2 separate regions of the Sus scrofa genome follow, and region 1 is linked to region 2. A link is a contact called in public HiChIP or PLAC-seq data. All regions are on one chromosome and are shown on one strand. The core of a region is the stretch at or near the end of the contact, and the rest is flanking DNA. Distances in the headings are between cores, read along the strand shown. Region 1 overlaps KMT2C (histone-lysine N-methyltransferase 2C). Region 2 overlaps XRCC2 (DNA repair protein XRCC2).

Evidence for each region. HiChIP or PLAC-seq counts read pairs in DNA pulled down with a chosen protein or histone mark.
Region 1: a contact with region 2 is called in an H3K27ac HiChIP or PLAC-seq map of alveolar macrophages. The contact joins two enhancer-like sites. A contact is called at or near these places in 4 of 5 promoter capture datasets (fetal liver, fetal skeletal muscle, liver and 1 more) and 1 of 2 datasets of contacts at active chromatin or transcription factors (alveolar macrophages).

What each region holds. Positions count from the first base shown.
Region 1 is chr18:5,110,162-5,115,833 of Sscrofa11.1, forward strand. The region is part of intron 7 of KMT2C (histone-lysine N-methyltransferase 2C); the gene reads left to right. Among named protein-coding and RNA genes, the nearest start is that of KMT2C, 120 kb to the left of the region's middle. Within about 2 kb of position 3,585, at least 9 of the 83 cell types and tissues checked have an H3K27ac peak or open chromatin away from gene starts, as enhancers often do. A contact at or near this core is called in alveolar macrophages, where this site is marked.
Region 2 is chr18:4,811,280-4,816,745 of Sscrofa11.1, forward strand. All of the region lies in intron 1 of XRCC2 (DNA repair protein XRCC2), which reads left to right. Among named protein-coding and RNA genes, the nearest start is that of XRCC2, 5.6 kb to the left of the region's middle. Within about 2 kb of position 3,027, at least 3 of the 83 cell types and tissues checked have an H3K27ac peak or open chromatin away from gene starts, as enhancers often do. A contact at or near this core is called in alveolar macrophages, where this site is marked.

The sequences.
Region 1 (5,672 bases), core at 2,335-4,834, 300 kb after region 2:
TAGGTAAAACTTTGAAAAGCAGAGTTGAGGCAAGGACTTAGATTTAAGTAATTACTCAATTATTATAACATTTGCTCTTTACTCCGATGATCAAAATGGCCTAATTTATGTAGATAAGTAACTCTCACTCCAAGATTAGTCACATTAAAGTGTTTGTTTTAGAAATGGGACTTTACATTTAAAGGTATATTTTACCAAATCTTGAACAATAAATGCACAATAGTAAATTCCAGAGTGTGAACACACCCAGATGGCCAGATCACAACCTTGATAGATCAGTGGGTGCTGTTTTTTCCATGAGCTACTGCTTTAGAAGTAGTTCTGGGGATTCCTGAAGTGGTGCAGTAGGTTAAGGATCTGGTGTTGTGTCTGCAGCAGCTCAGGTTGTTGCAGAGGCGTGGGTTCGATCCCTGGCCTGGGATATATCCCTGGTCTTCCATTTGTGGCAAGTGCCACCCAAAAAAGGAACAGGTGGTTTTGGAATATTTTGTAACAGTGGAAAGTATTTTAGGAAAGGCAGTGATCAAGGGAGAAAATGAAGTTTGTGGTGTTGGATTGCCACACTGTAACCACACATTTTGATAAAGCTGTGGGGAAATAGGCACTCTTACACCTCGTTGGTGGGAATGCAGATTGTACATGTCTTCTGGAGGGACATTTGACAACGCCTAATAGACTCCGGAGGTGCTTATCTTTTGACCTTTTTGAGAATCTGTCCTAAAAATACTCCCCCAATTAAAGAAGAAAACATGTGCTGTTAAAAGTTAATAATTGCAACATTGTTTAATTTGTAAAATATTAGGAACCACCTGAATGAGCACCCAGAATGGAATGGTTGAGTAAACTGTGATTTGATTCATACACGGAGTATGGTGCAGCTGTAAGAAGGCTGAGGGGTATCTTTATGAACTAGTGGGAAGTCATTTCCAATATATACTTGGAAGTGGAAGAAAAAGTACATATGCCCGTTTATGGTGGGCAGCGTTTATGTAGGAAGGAGTGAGATGGAAGAAAATATACGTACACATGCCCATCTGTGGACAAGAATAAAGGAAGGGTAAACAAGAAACAAGAGATTGGTTACCTATGGAAGGTGGGTCAGAAAGCAGTGTAAAGAAGATGGGAACAGAATCGGGGCTGCAGGGATGAGGCATGGCAGCACTTCTCAGATAGGTCTTTGCACAGCTCTGACTCTTGGAGCCACAGAAACATTTCACCTACCCCCTAAATAAACAGTTGCAACCATCTGGGCATTGGGAGAACCCAAAACGGAGTAGCAGAATTCACACTGAAGGGAGTAGGGAAGGAACTCAGCACCTGGAAAGCCAGCAGTGTCGTGACTGGATACCCGTAAAGTTGAAGGGACAAGAGCAGCTCATACATGTGCAGTCTAGCAAGTAAATGTATTTCTCACAGGGACGCTTAGCCGTTCTGAAAACAGGCATGTAGTTGAACAAGAAAGTGTATGGTAGACAGTGAAAAGTAGGCTTTGTGTATTTTATCTTATGGTATTTTACTTTTTTGGTCTTTTGTCTTTTTAGGGCTACATATGCGGCACATGGAGGTTCCCAGACTAGGAGTCAATTGCATCTGCTGCTGCCGGCCTACACCACAGCCACAGCAACACGAGATCCAGCCTCATCTGCGAGCTACACTACAGCTCACAGCAACACCAGATCTTTAACCCACTGAGTGGGGCCAGGGATCGAACCCACATCCTCATGGATGCCAGTCGGGTTTGTTAACCACTGAGACACAATGGGAACTCCCAGAAGTAGGTTTTTAAGGCTAGAGAAAGGAGCTGCAAATAAGGAAAGGCAAAAATGAATTTTGTGGTGTTGGAGTGAAATAGGAGTAGCAATATGAACTCAGGGTTGTTAATATTTATATGGGCAGATACAGACGTATAGGTATGTGTACAGGTATGCATGTGTTTATCTCCTAGCTCTGTCCCCTTGGAAGCCGTGACCTCTAGTAGCCGTGAGCACACCCAGTGCTCAGATCTTGGTTTCTCACCCATGTTCTCCAATAGAAGAGACCAGGGCTCTGTGAAAAGTGGTTCATGGTGCAGGGAAATGCAAGAAAGTGAGGCAGTTCTGAAATCAGGCATGTAGTTGAACAAGAAAGCACAGAAGCCAGCCTGAAGGAGCTCCTAAGAGTTGCCCAGTTTGAGCAATAACCAAAAAAAGAGTGATAGTATTGCGTTACTATCTGTGGAATGATCCACACTGATAAATCAATAGGTAAATACACGCGTGGTGTAGGTCAAGCCCCATCACTTCTCTGCCCGTCTCTGTCTTCTTTCCAGATAGTAGTGCCATTCTGAATGGGGTCGTTTTCTCTTTTGATCATTCCCCAATAAATGTGTAGCCTAACTGAGTGGCCCTGAAGGTCATCCATGGAGTCGTTCATAGTTAGGAGAAAGAAGTCACGAGTCAGTGCCAGTGTGAAGGGAGGTCACCGGTGTGGTCAGCTTCGATCCAAGTTTATGAATTTATAATTGTCCAAAACCCCCTCTGGAGTCGGGTGAATCTTTAGAGTTCTCCTCACGTGCTGGGGGTAGAGTAGTGTGACGGGGAAGATCTTGGCTATTTCCAGAGGTTCCCCAGGGGCAGCGTTTGTAAAAGTGCTGAGGACTTAGAACAGGCTTTTGTTTTCCCAAAGGACAGATGTCAGAACGCTCTTGGCTTTGTTAGGAGGACACGTGGCCGAATGTATTAGGATATATCCCACCTCTCTTTTCAAAGAAAATAAACATTTCATCTTCAAGATAAAGGGGACATTCAAGATAAACAATGATGGTGTAAAAGACTTTTCAAGGAAACGTGCTGGGGGTTGAACATTTTGAAAATAGTTGTTTGGAACTATTTATATTATATTTTATTGCCAGAAGCAATGAAAGTTTGTAAAGAAACAAACAACAAAAATATTTTCACATTTGTTGCCGTAAATCTTAGCATTTCCTGATCTGTCTAAAATATTCTGAGAGTTCTTTGTTTTAAACTCATTTATTGAAAATTAATACTTTTGACTATGGCAGGTGACAGTCTACTGGCTAAATTTTTGATACTTTTGGTTGGGATTGAAAAATGGTTGTAGAAATATGTGCTTCTGTTTAGATCTTATTTTGTGCGAATGATTTTTTTTTTTTTTTTTTTTTTTTTACAAAAAGCTGTGACAGATACTGAAATAAATTGAAGCTGGAATAGGACTGTTCATTCTAACAAGATGGAAAAGAACAAGATAATAAAGCCTGGCGGCAGCAAGGGGAGGGATCTCCATATTCCCTCAACTTTTGGGTTGTTTACCTCTTTATGTACACATTTGAGCATGTGTCCTTAGTATACATTATTATTTTATTGGATACGTATCTCTCCTTTATGGCACTTGCGTTGTTTCTGTATTCATTATTATGGGTCTCCCAGCCAGGGCTATAGGCCTCGTGAGGGCATGGATCCTGTCTATGTTGGCTTGTGATTTGACCTCTGGTGCCTGACAAACTGCCTGGCACACACTGGAGTCGTTTCTGTGAATGGACCGTCCCAGTAGAGGGCAGTACGGAATGCTTGGGCTCCAGTGGACAGGAGTGCGCTGCTGGCACCTAGTGGCCGCTCCTGGACACGCGCTGCTCGGGACTGTCCGCCGCTCAGGGCCAGCACCGCTGAGGTCGACCGTCCTGTTCCTCCCATTCAGAAACCAGAACATGTACTGTATTTCCGCAGGGGTTAAGTGCCAGTCGTTATCAAGCCGTTCCGTTTTTCTGGGCTTTCCCTCGGGTTGTTTCTCAGTTTTTCCAGGGGGAGTTTGTCTTTTGGTAGATTGAAGAGTACACTCAGGGTGAACCTGTGTTTCAGGAAAGGTAACAGTGTTTCTCTCTTGCGCCTTTGGGGGTGCTGCCAACCCCTTGGAAATCTGGGTAATTTGACTGTTACCAAGAGAATACTTAAATCGTGAATTTACAAATGTTTGATCATTTATTTACCTAAAGCTCCTCTTTCTGGCACTTTGCTCATTGCCCCCCAAAGAAATAACCTCTAAAACTTCCCATATATATTTCTGTTCTTTTAACTCGTTCTGAATGAAATGTTCAGTCTTACTTTAAAAGTGAAACATGAAAACATTACTTACAGTGTCTGCCACTTCGGATGGTTAATTTCTTGTGTTTCCTTCTCCCTCATCCCAGGCTGCAACCCCATTGTTCAGTTCTGTGGTAATATTCTGCTCTCGCGCCACTTGTTTTTGTGTAAAAGCCAACTTAGTTCTGCAAGAGAGTTGTGTGTTTTTTTTTTTAAATATTTTGGGTTCTTTTCATTGACTGAAAAAGAGAAGAAAATAGCTTTTCTATGATAAGGTTGGAGTACACATCAGGCATATAGATAAGCGATGGAATGTCAGAGTAATTTCTGTTTAAAAAGATTAACAATGTACAGCCAAAGTCTCTCTCCACACCTGTCCTCTAACCAACGAGAAGTAGTTTTGTGGGTTATTTGGGTGCTTTTTAAGGGCCACACCCACGGCATATGGAGGTTCCCAGGCTAGGGGTCTAACTGGAGCTACAGCGGCCAGCCTACACCACAGCCACAGCCACACCAGATCTGAGCTGCATCTGCGACCTACACCACAGCTCATGGCAATGCCAGATTCATAACCCACTGAGGGAGGCCAGGGATTGAACCCGCAACCTCATGGTTCCTGGTGGGATTTGTTTCCACTGTGCCACGAAGGGAACTCCAACTGAAAGTAGTTTTATAAGGTCACTTAAGATGTGGTTTGTATCTTTATGTAAGATGATCTCCACGTACCTTTCTTAGGAATACTGTGTTGTTGTTTTTATATATAATCCTCGTGCTTCACAGTGAAAACCAAATAATTATCAAAGTATATTCCCTTCATTTTGCCCTCTAGTATTTTAAGAGGAAGGAAACAGTCACCTCTAAGAATTCTCTGTCTGTGCTGGGGACCCACAAGACCACCGCCCCCTTGGGACTAAGTGGGACTCCTGGGACTGAGCATCGAGTTGTAATTTTGGCTAAGCCCAAGATCAAGAAGTCTTTGATTTGGCAAGGATATATCCTAGAAAAGTCTCAAAGAATCCATGTGCAGGAGTTCCTGCAACAGGATTGGTGGTGTCGCTGGAGTGCTGTGGACACAGGTTTGATCCCTGGCCTGGCACAGTGGGTTAAGTATCCGGCATTATTGCAGCTGTGGCTTAGATCGCAACTGCGGCTCGGATCTGATCCCTGAACTGGAAACTCCATATGCCGTGGGGCAACCAAAAAAGGAAAAAGGAATCCATGTGTAGGCTTCCTTAGGTGGTCTTCCTCCAGCAGTGTAAATACAGCAACATGTGTGTGATGCTTCTGCCCTGAGGAGCGCGAGATCTTTGCTGGGGGTGGTCATGTAGGCACCTCTGCCCAGCACCTACCAGAAGGATGGACTAGGCGCAGTGACCTGCCCTTGTCACATGGGGAACCACAGGACATGTCCGTGTCACATAGGGAACCGCGGGGCGTTGTCGTGTCACATAGGCAGCCATTGGGAATCCTCCTCAAATCTAGCTTCCCAGATGCCAGCTATGCACACAGGCCTTTCTAATAATAACGGTCTCAGGCATGCTATGTTACAACCCTTTTGTGCCCAGCAATAGAATTGGTTTGTGTCTCAATTTCTTT
Region 2 (5,466 bases), core at 1,777-4,276:
TGGAAGTTCCTGGGCCAGGGATGGAACCCATGCCACAGCAGCAACCCAAGCCACTGCAGTGCCAATGCTGGATTCTTATCCCGCTGTGCCAGAAGAGAACTTCAAGTACAGTTTTTGTGGGGTTTTTTAACTTAAAAAAATTTTTATTGACGTGTAGGTCGTTGCTCACAGTGCTGCTTTAGTTTCTGCTGCACACGGACAGGTTATGAAGCCTCGGCTTCTGTCTTTCTAAAACCAGGGCAGTCGGGTGTGATTTCTCCGTTCCCTTCCAGCTACGCTTCCCCCCAAGTCTTACCATCTGTTAAGTGAAGATTTTGTTCCACCTGTTGCTCAAGCTAAAAACCTTGAATTTGCCCACATTGGTTAGCGAGTTCTGGCCGTGAATATCGTGGATTTGACCCCATTTCACTGCCTTTACTCCAGCCATTCCTGTCCCTACTAACCATCACCTGCTTGGTTGTAGTAAGTTCCTGACCGGTCTTTGCTCCACCCTGTTCACACTTACTCAATGTATTTTCCCTTTCATATCCAGAGTGATCCTTTCAAAACCTGTGCAGGCTCTACTCTCAGAGATTTCCAGAAACTTCTGTATCTATAGTAAAATTCAGAATCCTGCTTCCTGCAAGGATGTGTGATTGGCCCTTCAGCCCAACCCATGACCTCGATCTCTTCTGCCTTTCTCAGCAAAGCTACCGCTCTCACCCTCACTCTTCTCAGACACACTGGTGGCCTCCATGTTTTGAATGTGCCAGATGTGCCTTTGCACTGTCTGTTCCCTCGGCCTGGATTGCTGTTCCCTCAGACACTGACGTGGCTCACTTCCTCACTTGCATCAAGTTTCTGCTCCCGTGCCCACTTAGACAAACGTGTCTGTCCGGTGTAAGGAGGTCCTTCCTACTGGGGGTCTTGGTTCCTTTGCCCAGTTTATTCTTCCTGACGCGCCTCTGTGGTCTTGTGTTGGGTCTTGTGTTGTTTACGTGCTGTGTTCCTCCCACCCCTGCCGTTTCAGGATCCCGAGCCATTCCAGATTTTGTTCTCTTTTGGATTTACTCCTTTAAGTCTCAGGATTTAGAACAATGTTTACCCCACACTTGGTGTCCGGTAATCATTTAATGATACATTTTATGCCTTCCTCCTCTTCCCCTCTCTCTGCCTTGCTTTATGTGTCATTGAAAAAAACAAGAATTCACAGAAACTCTTTTTTTTTTTCTTCTGTTGTCTGTTACTGATTTCTAGTTTGTCTCCATTATGGTCAAACACACTCTGTATGATTTCAGTTCTTGTAAATTTATTGAGGTTTGTTTTATGACCCAGGATGTGATCTGTCTTGATGAATGTTGCACGGGCATTTGAACAAAAGGTACATTCTGCTCTTGTTGGGCAGAGCGTTCCGTGTGTGAGCTGGATCCCGTTGGTTGTGTTGTCCAGATCTTCCAGTAAGTCACCTGGTTGCTGAGAAGTGGGTTTTGAAGTTCCAGCTGTAATTGTGAATTTGTCTGTTTTTTTCCCTTTCATCTGTATGAGTCTCGCTTCATGTTTTTTTAAGACTCTGCTATGTATACATTTAGGTATGTGTGTCTTCCTCGTAGGCTGATCCTTTTATCATTCTGTAGTGTCCCTCTTTGTCTCTGGTCATTTTCTTTGCCCTGAAGTCTACTTTAAAGTAATATAGAAACTCCTGCTTTTTCAGGAGTTTCATCAAGTCTGTATTTATAAAAGTGTATGTACTTGTTTTCTCTGAATTCTTCTTGTAAAGTAAAAGAAATATTTTTGCTTCTAAGAAAGGGCGGCCTCTCCACTGTGCTGTGGATGCCATCTCCTCCCCACCATGTCCCTCCTCCCATCAGCGACGTCACTGCTACCATCGTCCCAATCCTAAAACCGTTCTTCTTTGTCTGCTGCATCTGCAAGCTTTTTACCGGTCATTTCCATCAGCATCCTAACATGGAACAATAAAAACAAACCAGTAAAACTTCCCTGGACATCAGAACTCCATCCAGCCCCACCCTCTCACTTCTCAGCAGAGCAGTTATTTGTGCCCCGTGCCTGCACCTCCTGTCTCACTCCCTCTTCAGCCCACCATATCTGGCTCCTGCCTCCATCTTCCACTAAAGCTGCTCCTGTCGAAGTTGTCATCGACCTTTCTGCTGCTGGATGCTCATTTCTAAGTGCCCCTCCTACTAGACCCGAAGGAGCAGGACGTGTAGGTACTTGCTGCAGGTGGGCGCACTGTCAAGACCCAGGGAGGGGCTGCTCAAGGTGTGTCTAGTTCCTGCTCTCAGAAGAACCCACTGGAAAAATCTCACCTTCCTGGGGAACAGCGGATGGCAGGCTGGGAGAATCCACCAGGAGTGTTTCTCGAGGGGCTCTCCTCACATACAAGAGGATCGGGGACGGGTGTGTGTGTATGCATGTGCACTCGTGAGTGTGTGCGCTTCTTGCAACATTAAGCTGCAGTTTTGATTCTGTGCTTTGTTGTCTCTTTCTGGGATCTTGAGTGCAGTTGATTTTTCTGTCAAAATGAAGTTTTGGAGCACAGTCTGGTAAAAATTCCTAGTGAAATCTTAAGTATACATTTAATGCAATTACTAATTTGTGGGATGTCACAAATTTAAAACTTAATCCTTATAAATTCTGCTAGAAATTTGGCTTGGGTACATAGAGTAGTTTTTGCTTGACTTTTTATATATATATTTTCCTTTTCTTCTTATAGGATGATCACTTTTTACAAAATATTAGTTAAAAAGGCAGTAACTCTTCAGGGAATATACTTAGAAACGATGGGATTTTACTATTTGGTATTTGAATAACAGTTGTCTTTTCCATACAATTTAGACAAAAGCAATATGGAGAGCCAGGCCTAGTACTCTGCCCTGAAGGGCAGTTGAATTTTCTAAGTGGCAGAGGAGCCTAACTTCGCAAGTGGAAAAGAATTAGTCCTTTAATATGAGGGACGACCATGACAAGGGCCAGAGTTTGCCTTGGTCACGTGCATGTTAACCCAGCTGCTGATTTCCCTGCCTTCCTCCTCATTCTAGTTCCTCTTTTACTTTCTCTGTGTTATAGTTACACGTCTTTGCCTGGAGTGAATTTCTCTGCATTTCTGTAGTAAAACTACTAAGAATTGTATTCAGTTTGTAGGTGAAAATCCAGGCCTGTTTGGGGGCAGGGGTGGGAATATTTGGTTTAGAATGTTGACTTCTTAGGTAGACTTTTATACTGAACCGATTTGAAACCTTGCTACTGGGGTCTGTCTGCAGACAGATTTAATCTCAAAAGGTCAGGGGAAATGAGCATTTAGCCAAAACAATGATATACATGTTTGTCTTAATGTCATTCATTTCTGGTTAATTTGATCTTTAAGTGCTCCTTCCTGCTCCAGCATAAGGATTTTCGTAATCAAATGATGTTTTAGAACATCTGTATTATATGTTTTCTCCTCGACAGGCACTGAAGGTATAGGATTGCCTGTGAAATAGACTTTTGTTAATGAGTAGTAAGAACTTCGATAATAGCTGTGAGAATCCTCGTGGGCTTTTGTTTGGTAGATATTTGCGTTGAGTGTCCAGATGTGAACATCGGTATATTGGAGGTTCTCTTTTACTCTCCATCCTTCATCCAAGGCTGTCCACCTGTGACCTGTTGTTACCTTCAACTGAGCAGACAGCTGCTGAGTTTCTGCCCAATGTAAAGCGTTTGGAGTTGGAGGAGCCTCGACAGATGCTTTCCTTTTAAGCTCTTCCGTCCGGTCCGGCCGAGGGAGACTGGCTGGTGACGTGTTCTCCAGGGCACGAGTAGCTTGGTGGAGGCGGTGGCCTCGAGGAAGGTGTGGAACTTCCATTTGGTCTGGAGCCTGCGCCTTCGGGAATTCAGTGGAGAGAACGGGGAAAGGCCATTTCAGGTGGAAAGAAGTAGAGTGTTTCTCTAACAGTGAATGTTTTGTATGTCCCCGAAAGAACTGTATGCTGACTCCTTCAAAAATTAAAGGTGTCTCTCGCACACGTTAGAATTGACTCTCCCTTTTTTTGCCGCCACAGGGCCGCATGTTTATTTCATTTTTTTTTGTGTGTGTGTGTTTTGTCTTTTTTGGTTGTTGCTGTTGTTGTTGTTGTTGTTGCTATTTCTTGGGCCGCTCCCCGCGGCATATGGAGGTTCCCAGGCTAGGGGTTGAATCGGAGCTGTAGCCACCGGCCTACACCAGAGCCACAGCAACTCGGGATCCGAGCCGCGTCTGCGACCTACACCACAGCTCACGGCAACGCCGGATCATTAACCCACTGAGCAAGGGCAGGGACCGAACCCGCAACCTCATGGTTCCTAGTCGGATTCGTTAACCACTGCGCCACGACGGGAACTCCCGCATGTTTATTTCTATTTAGCACCTGCTGTCGTGTACTTGTTTTCACCTTTTGACTCTCTCTGTTAAATTCTTTGGGACTAGGAATGGTGTTGGCTGTATCCATTTGTCCCCAGCATTGAATACCCCTGACTTGCCTGAAGGTTTACCAGTGAACTTCTGTGTAATTGAGAATCACCCCTTTTGCAGGCTGTATACTTGCTCCGGTACTGACGTTGCTGTTGAGAACATGTGGGGCTCCTTGTGGTGTTAGGGGGAATGATTGAGAGAGGCCGGCAGACGAGTTAGCTCTTCAGCTGAGCAGGTCCAAAAACCCGTGTCTGTGGATTTGTCAGACTCAGAGATACTGACTGTGAGGCTCTATAGCCCAGGGAAAGAATTCCAGGCGAGGGGAGCCAAGGAGACCTCAGTTAAATCCTGACTCTGGCATCCACTAGTTTTCTCATCTGAAAAAAGAATGATAACAAATAGAGTTAATGTGGCAATTAAAACAGATAATGTATATAAATTATGTACCACTGATGCTACAGCAAGTACAAATAGTAGCTATTATTACATAGCTATTGTTATGATAATAAAACTTAGCAGATACTGATTTGCAAACCAAATGCCAAATCTGTTAATTTACAATATTAGTGAAACTGCCAAGTAGACTAAAATTGTTGTGTCCGCTGTGTATTCTTTTCCAGTTAGGAAATTTGGGCTCAGAAATGTTGCTTAGAGAATCCAGAGAACTAGTTGAATTATCTTAATAGCTACTGTCACCAAGCTCTGTTTGCCTGATGCGTTAATCCTCCCTGAAAGGATTAAACTGTCTGTCAAGCAGAACTTGGGTTCCCTTTACCCTGGCTTAACTGACTCTGTCTGCAGAAACTCCAGATTGATTATATCTGCTTTCAACTCATTCCTCAGATCTGAACAACATCATTCATTTTATCTAACAGTCTTATGCTACATTTTTTAGGTGTTTTTTTTTTTTTTTTTTGCTTAGGTTTAGAAGATACTTCATCCCATTAAGTGACTTCCTTAAATTATTAATATTACCCATTTATTTTTAAGGGCTCATCTATTTCCAAGATCTAGGAGGTACTTCCACTCCCTCCATTCAG